Linked DNA regions of Pan troglodytes: region 2 is linked to region 1. Evidence: chromatin contacts called from public Hi-C data. All regions are on one chromosome and are shown on one strand. Each heading gives the region's core, a stretch centred on a gene start, on an enhancer-like site or on the middle of the called end of the contact. The rest is flanking DNA. Distances are from core to core; before and after follow the strand shown. Region 1 overlaps PRRX2 (paired related homeobox 2). Region 2 holds the start of ASB6 (ankyrin repeat and SOCS box containing 6).

Region 1 (3,509 bases), core at 740-3,239:
CAGGCCAGAAAAGGGCCCGGGAAGGCCATCCAGCCCTGTGGGGTCCCAGCTCTCATCTCAGCCACCAACATTGTTTGCGGCCCTTACCCACCTTCCTGCAACCTTTTGGGGCTTAAAAAAATGGTTTTATTTCTTAAAGACAAAAGCTTTTTGGTTTTAATACACAAACTAAATGAGGTCCTTGGCAGGCTCTTCCACCTTCCGGCCCAACCCCTCCAAGGGTTGTGGGCTGCAGTCTCTGGTGGCCGAGGACAGAAGAGCTGGGCCCGGCTGCGGGGGCCTCAACAGCCTCGTGGGCTCGGGAGTCCAGGCTGGAGAGACGGGCCAGGAGAGCCCATCCAGGAAAAGGTCACTTCCTGGGCGTCTGCCCCCTTTTCTATTGCTGTCCACCCAGGGAGGCGTCTGGGTCCTGGTGGGACTGGACTTCAGTTCACTGTAGGCACCTGGCTGTGGTGCAGGCTGAACTCCTTGGCCTTGAGACGGAGGCTGGCGATGCTGTTGGCCATGTTGACCCCTGGGGTTGCGGGGCCTGAGCTCCCAGGGCTGTAGGGTGGCACTGTGCTGGGGGCGACATGAGACACAGGTCACATGGGTGCGGTTGGCTTCTGGGTGTCAGTGCTCGACCCCAGCCTCTGGTCCTGCCACCCCCCTCCTTAGCTTGCTCTCCTGGGCAGCCTTCACCCAGGATTGGGGGTGATTTGGAGCTGTAGGGTTTGGGCAGGGGTCAGAAGTCCCCCCAGCTCAGTGCTGGGACACAGGAGCCTCCATATGAGCCATGAGCTTCCTGACAGCAGGGCCTGGGTGGGTCCATGCCCCCCTCCATGTGTACCCTGGGCCTGGCTCACAGCAGGATGGAGGCAGAATGAACAGGCACCTGGATTTGAGGATGCCCCTTGGGGCCAAGCGTGGTGGCTCACGCCTGTAATCCCAACACTTTGGAAGGCCGAAGTGGATGGATCACCTGAGATCAGGAGTTCGAGACCAGCCTGGCCAACATGTTGAAACCCTGTCTCTACTAAAAATACAAACAATTAGCTGGGCGTGGTGACGGGCGTTTGTAATCCCACCTACCCAAGAGGCTGAGGCAGGAGAATTGCTTGAGCCTGGGAGGCGGAGGTTGCAGTGAGCTGAGATTGCACTACTGCCCTCCAGCCTGGGTGACAGAGCGAGACTCTGTCTCAAAAATAAATACATAAATAAATAAGGATGCCCCTTGGTTTTCCTGCCCCATGTAACGATGAATAGGGAGGGAAGTTAGGAGGGCGGTGAGGACTAAGATCCCTTAAGCGGACCCACGAAATCCCTGTCCCCCCACATGACCATGGCTCCAGCAGAGCCACCCTCACAGCCCAAGGAGCAGACGGCGCCTCTGGAGCTGTGGGGTATGGTGGCCCGACTCTCGAGCACCTCCTGCCGACCATGTCAGAGTCTTTCCAGCTTTGATCCAGACAAAACTGCCCAGAACTTAGCTCTGGGCCCCAGCCATGCCTGCAGGCCAGGGAGACCATTTCCTCAGCCCTCCCAGCCTCAGTTTCTCGTCTGGAGGGTGGACACGGCGCTGGGGCCCCCGTGACAGCCTAGGAATCTTCCTGCAGGTTTTCTACTCCCTCAGGGTGATGCCTGTACTTTGCTCCCCCTCCAGATAGGCCTGTTTTCTCCCGGCTCCAGGTGTTCACACACACACTCACACCCCTGTGGACACGCATGCTTGCACGCTCCTTTGCATATGCAGGCATGTGCATGCACACTCACAGTCATGTGTGCGCACATGTACATTGACACACACACATGCCAACTCTTACAACATGCACGTGCAGGTGCTCATGAACACCCACTCACAGGCACACTCGCCACACATCACTTGGTGTACCCCAGATCCCAGGGGCACGTGGACACCATTCAAGCTCTCTCCAGACCCTCAGAGGAGTCCAGGCCGGAAAAGCCCTCTGGGATTCCTCGAGCTGCCCCTTCCTGGCCCAAAGGTGTTCCCGCTCTCACCTGTAGGGGGACGAGGCTGTCCAGGAGAGATAATCTGGACTCAGGGCGGTGGGCCGGGGAGCCACAGGCTGCTCGATGGCGGCCTCCTGGCTGTAGGACTTGAGCAGCGAGGCAGAGCGGCTGGCCAGCATGGCCCTTTCATTCCTGCGGAACTTGGCGCGGCGGTTCTGAAACCAGACCTGTGGGTGGGAGGGTGAGCAGGGTGCAGCATGGGCAGGGGGGACCCAAGTCCTTCTGGATCTGGGTGTGTGCCTGCTCTGTCACCAGCCCAGGGCTGGCAGTGTCACCTCTCTGACCCTTAGTTTTTTCATCTGTAGAATGGGGATGACAAATGACGCCTGCTGCTGGGTATGTGTTGGAGATTGAGAACACCAATGAATGGAGAATGAATGGAGAATGTGTTGGAGAATGAGAACGAATGGAGAGGCACTTGGCCACTGGGAGCGAGGTGCTTGCTGAGCACTCGCGGGGAGAGGCGCTTGCTGAGCACTCGGGGGGAGAGGCGCTTGCTGAGCACTCGGGGGGAGAGGCTCTTGCTGAGCACTCGCGGGGAGAGGGGCTTGCTGAGCACTCGCGGGAAGAGGCGCTTGCTGAGGACTCGCGGGGAGAGGCGCTTGCTGAGCACTCGGGGGGAGTGGCGCTTGCTGAGCACTCGGGGAGAGAGGCGCTTGCTGAGCACTCGGCTCAGTGCTGGCACAGAGTAAGAACTTGAAACTGGAAAAGGACTTCTTTACCAGAACCCTTTGTGCCAGGCATTGTTCTAAGCGCTTTACGAAAATTTATTTTTATTTGTTTGTTTATTTATTGAGACAGGGTCTCACTCTGTCACCCAGGCTGGAGTGCAGTGGCGCAATCTCAGCTTACTGCAACCTCTACCTCCCGAGTTCAAGCGATTCTCCTGCCTCAGCCACCCAAGCAGCTGGGATTACAGGCGCATGCCAGCACGCCCGGATAATTTTTGTACTTTTAGTAAAGATGGGGTTTCATCATGTTGGCCAGGCTGGTCTCAAACTCCTAGCCTCAAGTGATCCACCCACCTCGGCCTCTCAAAGTGCTGGGATTATAGGCATGAGCCACTGTGCCTGGCCGCTTTATGAAAATTTTAACTCTAATTCTCGAAGGACCCCTATAGCAAAGACCTACGTGATCCTCATTTTCCAGGTAGGCAGGTGCCTGCAGCACAGACAGCTTAAGTCACTTGCTCAAGGTCACACAGCCAGTAAGTGGCAGGGCTGGGATCTGAACCCCCATCCTCCTGGCCTCAGATGCTCCTGCTCAAACACCCCTCCTGGGCAACTGTGTAATCCCGGGTGAACAGTGGCTGTGCGCTCCCACGCGCACGCTCCCACGGGAGGCCCGGGACTGAGCGCTCACCTGAACGCGCGCCTCGCTGAGGTTGACGCGCCGGGCAAGCTCCTCGCGCACAAAGGCGTCGGGGTAGTGCGTGCGCTCGAACACGCGCTCCAGCGCCTGCAGTTGGCTGCTGTTGAACGTGGTGCGGTTCCGCCGCT
Region 2 (3,619 bases), core at 896-3,395, 79 kb after region 1:
GAGCCTGTCATTGGATCTGACAACAGCTTTAACAACCAGAGCCAGCAGTTACCAGCCGCTGCTGCCGCACCCTCAGCCTTGCCGGTTGAGGCTCGTTGCTGGACCTGGACATGCTTTGCGTTTTCTTGTACAGTTTGTTTTGCACATGGTAGAGGGCCTTACTCTGCCCATTTAAAAATGTTTCATCTGGCTGGGCGTGGTGGGCTCACGTCTGTAAGCTCAGTACTTTGGGAGGCTGAGGCGGGTGGATCACCTGAGGTCAGGAGTTCGAGAATAGCCTGGCCAACATGGTGAAACCCCGTCTCTACTAAAAATACAAAAATTAGCCTGGCGTGGTAGCGCATGCCTGTAATTCCAGCTACCTGGTAGGCTTGAACCCAGGGGTTGGAGGTTGCAGTGAGCCGAGATCCTGCCACTGCACTCCAGCTTAGGCAACAGAGTGAGACTCCGTCTGAAAAAAAAAAATAATAATAATAAATAAATAAATATAAAAATGTTTACTCTAAGACCCATCGGATTGTCTTGAAATGAGCCTTTAAATGTTTTTTTCCTGGGCTGGGCAACTCTCGCTGTCTGGCAGGTTCCAGGGAGAGGGGCCCAACTTGGCAGAGCAAGGCCCAGGAGGCCAACGCTGTGATGTGGACTGCTGGGGCGGGAAACCCCTCTTCATCGTCAGCTTCCCAGAAGCAAGAAGGCATCAAGGCCTCCCCCGCAGACTCCAGATGGGAGAGGAGGCTCAAATGCGTGGCCCAAGGGGAGGTGCCTCGACTCCAGAAAAGTGGTTTTTCCAAGGCAAGCTGGAAATGTCCATTTCCATGTGAGCAGAATTTCCCGATTTCACCCAGGGAGAAATTTCTTTCCTGCAGTGAGAACCAAGGCAGAAATGTGCTGGCAGCTGTGGACTCTGCGGCCTGGAGCTGCGTCTAGGAAGCCCAAGCTGGTGTTGTCCTAAAGGGGCTTAAACCCGGCTGCCCACTCCGCCCCTCCTTCCTGAACCAGAGGGTTTTGGCTCCTTCCCACTGAATTCCACTTCCACCAACAATTACAGTGCGCTGGCTCCAGCATCTCAGGTGAGTGTGATTATACTTTTTTTTTTTTTTTTTTGAGACAGAGTTTCGTTCTTATTGCCCAGGCTGGAGTGTGATGGTGCGATCTCCACTCACTGCAACCTCCGCCTCCCGGGTTCAAGCAATTCTCCTGCCTCAGCCTCCCAAGTAGCTGGGATTACAGGCGCCTGCCACCACGCCCGGGGAATTTTTGTATTTTTAGTAGAGACAGGGTTTCATCATATTGGCCAGGCCGGTCTGCAGCTTCGAACTTCTGACCTCAGGTGATCCACCTGCCTCGGCCTCTCAAAGTGCTGGGGATTCTACCCATTTTACAGATGGGGAAATCCAAGTTCAGAGACAGGCGGTAGCACACTCCTGTGTTCCCAGCTTCTCAGGAGGCTGAGGTGGGAGGATCACCTGAGCCCAGGGGTTCAAAGCTGCAGTGAGTCATGATCACTACACTACACTCCAGCCTGGGAGACAGAGTGAGACCCTGTCTCTAAAAAATACACAAGATTCGGGCTGGGCACCGTGGCTCATGCCTGTAATCCCAGCACTTTGGGAGGCCGAGGTGGGAGGATCACGAGGTCAGGAGTTCGAGACCAGCCTGGCCAATATGGTGAAACCCTGTCTCTACTAAAAATACAAGAATAAGCTGGGCGTGGTGGCCAGCGCCTGTAATCCCAGCTACTCGGGAGGCTGAGGCAGGAGAATCGCTTGAACCCGGGAGGCGGAGGTTGCAGTGAGCCGAGATCGTGCCATTGCACTCCAGCCTGGGCGACAGAGCGAGACTACGTCCCCCCAAAAAACAAAAACAACAACAACAAAAAACAAGATTCACTGAGTCCATCAAGGCAGAGGTGGAGAGGGCTAGCAGCCGTCCTGGCCAGGTGCTCCCCGGGACAGAGAATAAGAAACTGAGGAGGGGACGTGCGAGTACCCTGGTCCTCATCATTCCAGTCAGCGGGCCGGGTGGTGACAGAGGTGGCCCAGCCCCTCTTCACGGAAGGCGAGGGCCAGCCCGAACCGGAAGGGGCAGTGTCTGATGACCTCAGCTCTCAGGGGCGCCCAGGGCCAGTGGGGCAGCGGCAGGGCCGAGAGCACGACCGGCGGAACTCGGACGGCGCCCAGCGGTCGCGGGCGGGATCGCAGGGCGAAGCCGAGCCGGGCCGGGCCCTGGCAGGAAGGGGCGGACCCGCCTGAGTCTCGGATCTGGCTTGGCTCGATCCTCCACTCCCCGACTCCGCTGGGGCCGCCCACTGGACATCGTCCGAGTCGGCCTGGCGGTCGTGCCCCAGGACGCGCCGAGGTCCTCCGAGCCCGCAGGGGGCGCTGTCGCCATGTGGCCCACCCTGAGTCGGCGCGGGCAGGAAGTACGAGGGTCACTTCCGGCGGGGGCGCGGCTTGGACTGAGGAGCGGACCCGGCCGGGCGCAGGGGCTGGACTGGCGGAGCAGGTGGGGTCCGCGGCCGCCGGAGCGTTCCGGTCGGCGTCTGGGCATCTCGGCCTCGGCAGAAAGCGCGACCGCCCTGCTGCGCGGGGCCCACGGCGATGCCGTTCCTGCACGGCTTCCGGAGGATCATTTTCGAGTACCAGCCGCTGGTGGATGCGATTCTGGGCTCCCTGGGGATCCAGGACCCCGAGCGGCAGGAGTCTCTGGACCGGTAACTCACCCCCTCCCGTGAGCTGGCCGAGGCCGCTCCGACCCCGCAGCGTCCCACTTTATCACCACAAGCCGGGCGGGGTGGATGCGTCCCCCTTGACAGAGGAAGGGACGGGCGGAAGCCGGGGTTGCGTGGCTCGGAGTGCTCGCTGCCCCGCGCGGATCCCACTCCTGCCCCTTGCATGGCGGAGACGAAGGGCGAGGAGGGCCCGAGGGCGGAGGCCCGCGGGTTGTCGCAGGGCCTGCGCCTCAGCCCCACCCTGTCGCCTGCCTGTCCTGTGCCACCCCCCCGGCGTGGCAGAGGAGCAGGGTGGAATCCGTGAGGCCTCAGATGTTACCCCAGAGCAGTGTGAAGGTGGGCTTTTGTAGCAGAGTTTGCGTTTTTATAGACAAGAGCTGGTCTGTCGTGGACCTGCAGGAAAGGTGTCGGGAGCGAATCTGCATTCACTGCCCATGGTACTAGGCACTTGGGGTCCATCAGTGGCTCAGCAAAACCCCCGCCTTCTTGGCGCGTGTGCTCCAGAGGAGAGACTGACAAGTAATTGTACGGCGGCACGCGAGGTGGAAGGGAGGGGAGAGCAGAAGGAAGGGGCTCGGCTCAGGTGTTGAGGGGGTTGTCAGTTGGAATTTCCAACACGTGGTAATGATGAGTCTCGCCATCCAGGGACTCTGGTAGAAACGTAGGCTTTCTTCATCAATATCAGCTGAAGGTCTCAATGTGAGGGGAGGGAGGAGGCTGTGTTGCTGTCCTGGCTGCAGGTGTTGCCGGGGCTGGGGTCCTGCAGGTTTGAGGATGGAAGGGCTTTCTGAGGAAGAAGCATCAAAGTCGGGCTTGGGCTCTTGGCCTCCAGGCTGGTGGTCCCTTCAGTCCCAGCAGCCCAGCTGTGTGAGGCTTTGTACCTAAGTC

The links. A called contact is a pair of places that touch in the nucleus more often than the background predicts.
Region 2: a Hi-C map of induced pluripotent stem cells shows a contact between it and region 1, with 1.9 times the contacts expected there. The contact joins the promoter of ASB6 here to the enhancer-like site in region 1. A contact is called at or near these places in 4 of 7 Hi-C or Micro-C datasets (blood, induced pluripotent stem cells and stem cell-derived neural progenitor cells) and 1 of 1 datasets of contacts at active chromatin or transcription factors (stem cell-derived excitatory neurons).

The regions. Positions count from the first base shown.
Region 1 is chr11:8,733,097-8,736,605 of NHGRI_mPanTro3-v2.0_pri, forward strand. PRRX2 (paired related homeobox 2) reads right to left here. Exons shown (of 4, transcript XM_016961831.4): 2 at 3,373-3,509; 3 at 1,999-2,177; 4 at 104-561. The coding sequence ends at 426. Among named protein-coding and RNA genes, the nearest start is that of PRRX2, 56 kb to the right of the region's middle. Within about 2 kb of position 1,990, at least 2 of the 24 cell types and tissues checked have an H3K27ac peak or open chromatin away from gene starts, as enhancers often do. A contact at or near this core is called in induced pluripotent stem cells, where this site is marked.
Region 2 is chr11:8,811,810-8,815,428 of NHGRI_mPanTro3-v2.0_pri, forward strand. It overlaps ASB6 (ankyrin repeat and SOCS box containing 6), which reads left to right and starts at 2,146. Exons shown (of 6, transcript XM_001163675.6): 1 at 2,146-2,713. The coding sequence starts at 2,601.